Linked DNA regions of Drosophila melanogaster: region 1 is linked to region 2. A link is a contact called in public HiChIP or PLAC-seq data. All regions are on one chromosome and are shown on one strand. Each heading gives the region's core, a stretch centred on a gene start, on an enhancer-like site or on the middle of the called end of the contact. The rest is flanking DNA. Distances are from core to core; before and after follow the strand shown. Region 1 holds the start of Neb-cGP (Neb-cGP,). Region 2 holds the start of flw (flapwing).

What was found. HiChIP or PLAC-seq counts read pairs in DNA pulled down with a chosen protein or histone mark.
Region 1: a contact with region 2 is called in an H3K27ac HiChIP or PLAC-seq map of the Kc167 cell line, with 7 times the contacts expected there. The contact joins the promoter of Neb-cGP here to the promoter of flw in region 2. A contact is called at or near these places in 48 of 107 Hi-C or Micro-C datasets (the D17-c3 cell line, the Kc167 cell line, the ML-DmBG3-c2 cell line and 16 more) and 4 of 6 datasets of contacts at active chromatin or transcription factors (the Kc167 cell line and the S2 cell line).

Annotation. Positions count from the first base shown.
Region 1 is chrX:10,459,122-10,462,332 of dm6, forward strand. It overlaps Neb-cGP (Neb-cGP,), which reads left to right and starts at 1,615. Exons shown (of 3, transcript NM_001272479.1): 1 at 1,615-1,727; 2 at 1,799-1,875; 3 at 1,961-2,757. The coding sequence starts at 1,801. The coding sequence ends at 2,032. It overlaps Or9a (Odorant receptor 9a), which reads right to left and starts at 555. Exons shown (of 4, transcript NM_078552.3): 1 at 219-555; 2 at 1-156. The coding sequence starts at 555. nocte (no circadian temperature entrainment) reads right to left here. Exons shown (of 6, transcript NM_001272480.1): 6 at 2,744-3,211.
Region 2 is chrX:10,384,345-10,387,600 of dm6, forward strand. flw (flapwing) reads left to right here and starts at 1,616. Exons shown (of 5, transcript NM_001272478.1): 1 at 1,616-2,219. The coding sequence starts at 2,168. It overlaps Psf3 (Partner of Sld Five 3), which reads right to left and starts at 1,517. Exons shown (of 3, transcript NM_001298154.1): 1 at 607-1,517; 2 at 144-538; 3 at 1-82. The coding sequence starts at 709.

The DNA.
Region 1 (3,211 bases), core at 365-2,864, 75 kb after region 2:
CGCCGCGAATCGAGGAGAGTATGATGCCCACAAAGGGCTTCAGGGCCGCAAAGATTCCAGCCAGTCCAAAACAGCGAGTGTACGTAAGACTGAGCATTTGGTCACTTTGGTTCTCCACCTCGATGATTTCCCGCGCATCAGGCCACACTTCGATTTCTGCAAATTATAAAATATATTTTTATGTTATATAAATTTTTTTTTAATTAGTAGAAACTTACCTTTAGCCAGAATGGCCCTGATGTGGTAGATCAGGCCGACGAACTCCTTGCGATGATAGCAGAAGAGCAGGAATTTGACCAGGGTGAGCATGCTGGCGAAGGTGGAGCCCAGGGTGTCGGAGAGCAGGCTCACCTGGGTGATGTACTCGTGGGCGGCCAGGAACATGGGCACCATAAACAGGAAAAGTGGTCCCATTGTGACAAAGGTCAGCCACGGGCGGTCATTCGCCATCGTGGGGCTCCACAAATCGATGCCCATGCAGCGATAAACGAGAATTTGCACCCGCAAGGATTGATCCTTTTCCTCCTGCTTTTTTCCCTTCACCTTGTCGCTCATCTTTAACTGGCGGACTGTACAGTCGTTGGGTTCTTATACTTTCCACAGAGGGGGCGTGGAAGTTAATGTCATGTCAAAAATGCAGTCAAGCTCAGAACATAAAGAATAATAATTGTTTAATTCCTTACTTATCTTTGGATACTCTGGCAATCTTTTTTTAGAATTTTTTTAGAATATTTCAATGTAATGGGCGTTTTTTTGATTAGGTACAAGCAAAGTAGAACTTTTTATTATTTAAAATATTGTCTTAATACCAACAAGTTCAACTTGTCATAGAATCGAGTTTAGTATGGTCGGACTGTATATATATATATATTTTTTTTTTTTGATTTTTCACTAATTGTTGAGTCGGAGGATTTGGCACTACTTTCATTTAATATGCTTCCTTTGTGCATTGGTTTGCGGGTTAAATGGGTGTGGACCTGGGTGGACTTGAAGTGCATTTATGGCTCTAATTACACGATTTTTTCTGCCTTTCGCCGCATTCTATTTAATGCCGGCCCTTTCACTCGCTTGTCCTGACAATCAAATGGCAGCCTTTAGTTCCCAGGAAGTGCATTATAATTTTAATGAGTCTGTGCAGATTTGAGCGACACGAGCAATAGTTGTGGCGCGTCTATTTTTGGCTCCTTAATTAGATTCGCAATTCGTAATGCTGTCGTTGACTTTTGATAAGGACTCGACAATTTGCCGTCCGATGGCTTGTGGACCAAAGTAAAGTTTGTTTTGCCGTCCAGGATTAAGTCTATTTAGTTTATAATATTAAAGTATATTTTTGGTATTATATGTTATGTGAATATATTGTTACAAGTTATGATATGGAAATAAATATAAATTTTAGTTACTGTATGATTTAGGAAATATATATATATTGTTTATTTAATATTTATTAATATTATTCAATATTTCAAATTGTCCCGCCAAATTGTGTTCATTAGTGTTGACTAACACACCGACAATGATGGTCAGCTGAAATTTATTTGCAGCCAGTTGGCAGGTCAGGCACTTTCAACACTGTTCGCCCAGCTCGATAGTATCGATGAGCAACGACTGGCATACCCTTCTGTTATCGAAGACCGATAGACCTCGATAGACTCAGTTGTATAACCTCTGCTCGCAAATATTTTTTACAGGCAACTAGCAGCTCGAATTCCGTGCAAATAAACCTTTAAGTGAGTAGCCCAAGTTACCGCTTCAGCCATTCACTAAGTTCCACTTGAAACGCATCACCTTCAATTCACAGAAATGGCTGGCGAAGGCGAGAAACTGACCGGCCTGTCGAAAATCTTCAATGGCACCACCATGAGCGGCCGTGCAAATGTGAGTAGATGAAATTCCAGAACGTCGTGCCCGTGGTAATGCTAATCCGATTGTTATGCCATCCATTTATCCCGTCCTTGTCCAGGTGGCCAAGGCCACGTACGCCGTGATGGGCCTGCTGATCGCCTACCAGGTGCTGAAGCCCAAGAAGAAGTAGAGGGATGCAACTGCTCCAACGCGGCTACAACTCATCCGCCACAATCGATGTCTTGGATCCGGGGCCATCGCTGGACTGCGGATCAGTTTATTTTATGTGTAGTGCAAGACCTTGAAGGAATAAATAAGCTGAGAATGTAACACACTGTACCCACGAAGTGCATTATGTAACGATCCTGCGACTGCCACATGATTTGTGGGCATCACTGCGGTGGATACCCTAACCACACCGATCTATGGGCTGCAAGGTACTCACGGCAATGCATACGCAACCGGGCTAAAAGTAATAATAAGTGGTTCTAGAAGAGAGAGAGATTAGCTTGCGTCCAGTGCGGATATCACTTGTTAATTGAGGTTCAGCCTAGCAGTAAGATGATGTTCCATAATAACCTTCAGTTCATTCAGAACGTATGTTCCACTTCTCACAATATTACCAGATATCTAATTCCATGTATGCTGTCTACTTCTGTGCAGTTCTTATGCCCCGAAAATGGAAGCTCTAGTTTTTTGAATCCATAACAAAGTTGAACGTAATGATCCAATGATTGCGGCGCAAGCTACAGCAAAAGAAGAAATTGAAAATCGAAAGACATCTATGAACACCTTCCATGAAACCACCTGTTCCATCTATCCCAAACTAAAATCGACGAATGGAGTAAGCAGTGGTTTTCATTAGTCTAGCAACACATCTACCAAACTTCGGGTTCCATTTCCTTTTTGGTTTTCTGTTTTTAATATTTTATTTAAAGTTTTTATTTCATTTCAAACTTGCTTTAAATTTCCTCATTTTCGTGGGTAGGGACTTTTTTGAGGGGGGCGGGGCGGTGGGCGTAGCGTTTGCTGGCCCGGTTTATCGAAAATTCAGTATTACTAAAAATTAATTTGAATGAATTGAATGTAAAAATGGTTTACATATATTTGTATGCATTTATATGCCAAGTACTCTTCACTTCTCTTCTCCTATTCTCTCCACCATCGTCTACACTTCCTCTTCGTTCCGTTTCCGGCCTAAACGTCGTCGCTATCGTTATCGTAATCGTTATCATGCTTATGCTGTTTGCTATCCTTGTTTTGGTGGACACGAAAAACCAGATGATGCATTTAAAATATAGGTATAAATTAATGTTTATATCATTTATCAATATGCTATATAATATACCTTTTACATGTATTGTGTGAT
Region 2 (3,256 bases), core at 366-2,865:
CACGTCGCCGCTTCTTTTGGTGCTCCTCGACCAGCTCCGAGGTGCGAATCTTGTTGCCCGTCATCTGCAGCCATTCGATGTACTGAAATTATGTGATTAATATAACACTCCGTGCCCACTTGACTGGTAGTACAGCCACCCACCTGACTGTTGGTGCGCACTCCAGCCTCGTGCAGCTTGGCCTCGATGTTATCCAGTCGATGCTCCGCCTTGGCTGCCTGTCCGTCGCTCTTCGAGATGTCCAGGAGATGACGTACCCTCTGGCGCAGCGTTTCGAAGATGATGCGGCCGATGACATGGTTGCGATCGTAGGGCGTCAGATAGCGACCGAACTCGTAGAAGTACGGGTGCAGGCGTCCCAGCTCGATGTGCGTGGTCTCCGCCTCGCAGACGGCCTTATGCACATTGCGATAGATATCTGGCACGGCGACGGTGAAGTAGGCATTGTTTACCTTCAGCTCCTTGATGTACCACAACGGCAGATTGACCGTCCTGCCGGGCTCCAGGTCATCCGATTCCGCGCCGGAGTCCAGGAATCCTGCAAGCAACTCAATATTGTCGGATTACTGGCCAGAATGTGCGTGTCCGTCCAAGCCAATCACTTACCCATCCGCTGCAGCTTGGTGTTCACCCGACATTCCACCTTCTCCTGGGTCACGAATATGTCCTCGATGGAGTAATAGTTCGGAAAATAGTTCATTCCGTTCATTGCGCGGCCCAGCTTTATGATTCGTTTGGTGTTTACTTTAGGTAAATTCAATTTCTTAAGTGCGCGACCTATCGCCTATCGATATTAGATGCATTTTGCCGGGGTCTATCGAGGCAGAAACAGCTGTTTGCCTGGATGCCGAGGCACTCGATAGGTTTTATGTACTATATATATCGAAGCATTTATATGTATTATATGTAAATAGTTTTTCCGGAAAATTACTCTTATTTCAGCGCGAATTTTAAATTGCAGCCTGCACTTGACATTTTTTTATACATAAAATTACTAGTCAGGGTATAATTACTCAAAGTTGTAAATGATGTGGAACATGTGAACTCAGCTTAGTAATAGTAATTCGATACGATTGCAATTAGATGGTTACTTCTTCCGCAAGTTCTTAGGCTTATCTGCATCTTTCAAAAACAAATAAAAATAAAGGTTTCGTTCCCGGCAATGACTATTTTGACTTCAATTTCGAACAATTGATCTTAATCTAGCCGTATGATCATCAAGTCGTCGATAAAGTCGCCCATATTAAAAATCATCAATCCACTTGAGATCAAAAATAGCAAAGCCGCGTGCTTCGAGTTTTTCTTGTTGGCGACGAGGAACGGACAGATGGTCGAAAGAGCCATTTCGATTTAGCTATGTGTGTGCAAGGATTAGAGAAATGTGTGTGTAGTTAATATCAGTTAATAACGAAATCATAGGGAGCACACAACTTGTTCGGTCGAGATTTGAGTTCACAGTAAGAAGTTTGAAGGCACGAGCGTTGAAGTGCGAAAAAGGACTTTGACAGTTAACTCCCGCGTTGCTGAGCACTGGCTGGCTTCGTTGCCCATCGGACTATCGATAAAGTCGAACTGTAAAGCCGCCGCCACCAAAAACTTTTTCAGCCTTCCGGCAAACGGTCATACTCAGCTAGCTGTCCGACGAGTTTTGTTATTGGCGGAGAAAAGATTACGCTGGTTTATAAATTCTCAGTTAAGCCGATTTCTCAGCTCCTCTCCCCCTGCAGAGATCTAACACATCTATATAGATATATATATTTTATATATTCCTTGATCGATTTGCGATCCCGAAAGTCGATCAGCCGTGCGTCTATATATTTTTTTTTCTGTTCTTGCCCCTCGTGCAACATCAGTGAACATCAGCGGCCCACCGTACAAAATCTCAATAAGAAAAAAAGAGAGCATAAAGTGAAATTGCCTTTTGCGGCAAGTAAGAAAACGACCAAAAAAGAGAAAAGAATATAACGACTATTTGAATTAAACAAAGTTTATTGTTTACAATAGCATACAATACAAGTTTATAAGCTAACGGGCGTCGCTGTGCGTGTGTGTGTGCTTGTGTGTGCGTGCGTGTAGTTGTTGCGCCAAAAATTCCAATCGGAATTCTGGAACAGCTGGCCACAACAACAAAACGCGGCCAATAGAAGAACAATTTAGCTGCTGAAAAATGGGCGACTTCGATCTGAATGTGGACAGCTTGATACAGCGGCTGCTGGAGAGTAAGTAGATGCGAAATTTCCCCCTCTTTCAATCCTACTTTCCCAAAACCTCCCCCCCAAACCCTCTACGCCCCTCCCACGCCACTGTCCCCATTTTAATTTATTACACAGTTTATCTGCGTGTGTGTGTGTGTGCGATTGCATTTTCTAATTATTGCACATTGTTCGCTTAAATGGTAGTAGGTTTTCTTTTTGTTGTTGCGACAGCCCCTCTCTCTACCGCCGCCGCCGCCACCGCTGCTGCCGCTGCAACCGTTTGAATTTGACTCTTGAATCAATTAGTTTTAATTGATTTTCATTGCTCCTCTTGAAAAACAGCAAAAACCATAAAAACAACAACAACAACAGCGACAGCATCTACGCTACGCTCATTAGCGTTTACATAATACTAACAGTGATCGCGCTGTTAAGCACGCCATCTCTGTCCTGCGCTAATGTCTCCCAAATGATTTTTGGTTTATTAGCTGTGTTTTTTCTTGTTTCGCCTATATTGGCAATGACGTCATCGAGCTGATAAACACGGGCGTGATTCAAACAGAATGTGTAGCTATGAAATCGCCGACGAAGGAATGGAACGGAATCACATGAGTTACTCGATAAGGAGCTTTGTCGCAAGTAACCCCACTGCCCGTTGGAGTGGGATCGCTGTTCGTGTCACGCAACTATCGCTAAAGACGGTTGAGAAATCTACGACCGATATATCCTATATTTCCTAGCCCCCAAGAAGATATTTTTATCCAGCGATCAATATCAATATAATTTTTACTGGGTATCGACCGCTATAGCCGATATCCACTGTATGTGGCTTAGAATGGGTGGTGGGGGCTGTGTCATCGTCGTCATCATGCAACCTTCCTGCAAAGCGTAAAAGCGCTAAATAGTTTACATTTTTGCAACCTCTTCTAGGTTTCGAATGCGATATGCCTTTGCCCTGGTGAAAACCCAACATCTGCGAGGGTTGCTTAAGCCGCTTAGTGCTTGTCTCGTTTTGCAAGTGTCAGCCAATGTCGAAGATACGGCATGGGACGGGATGGGCT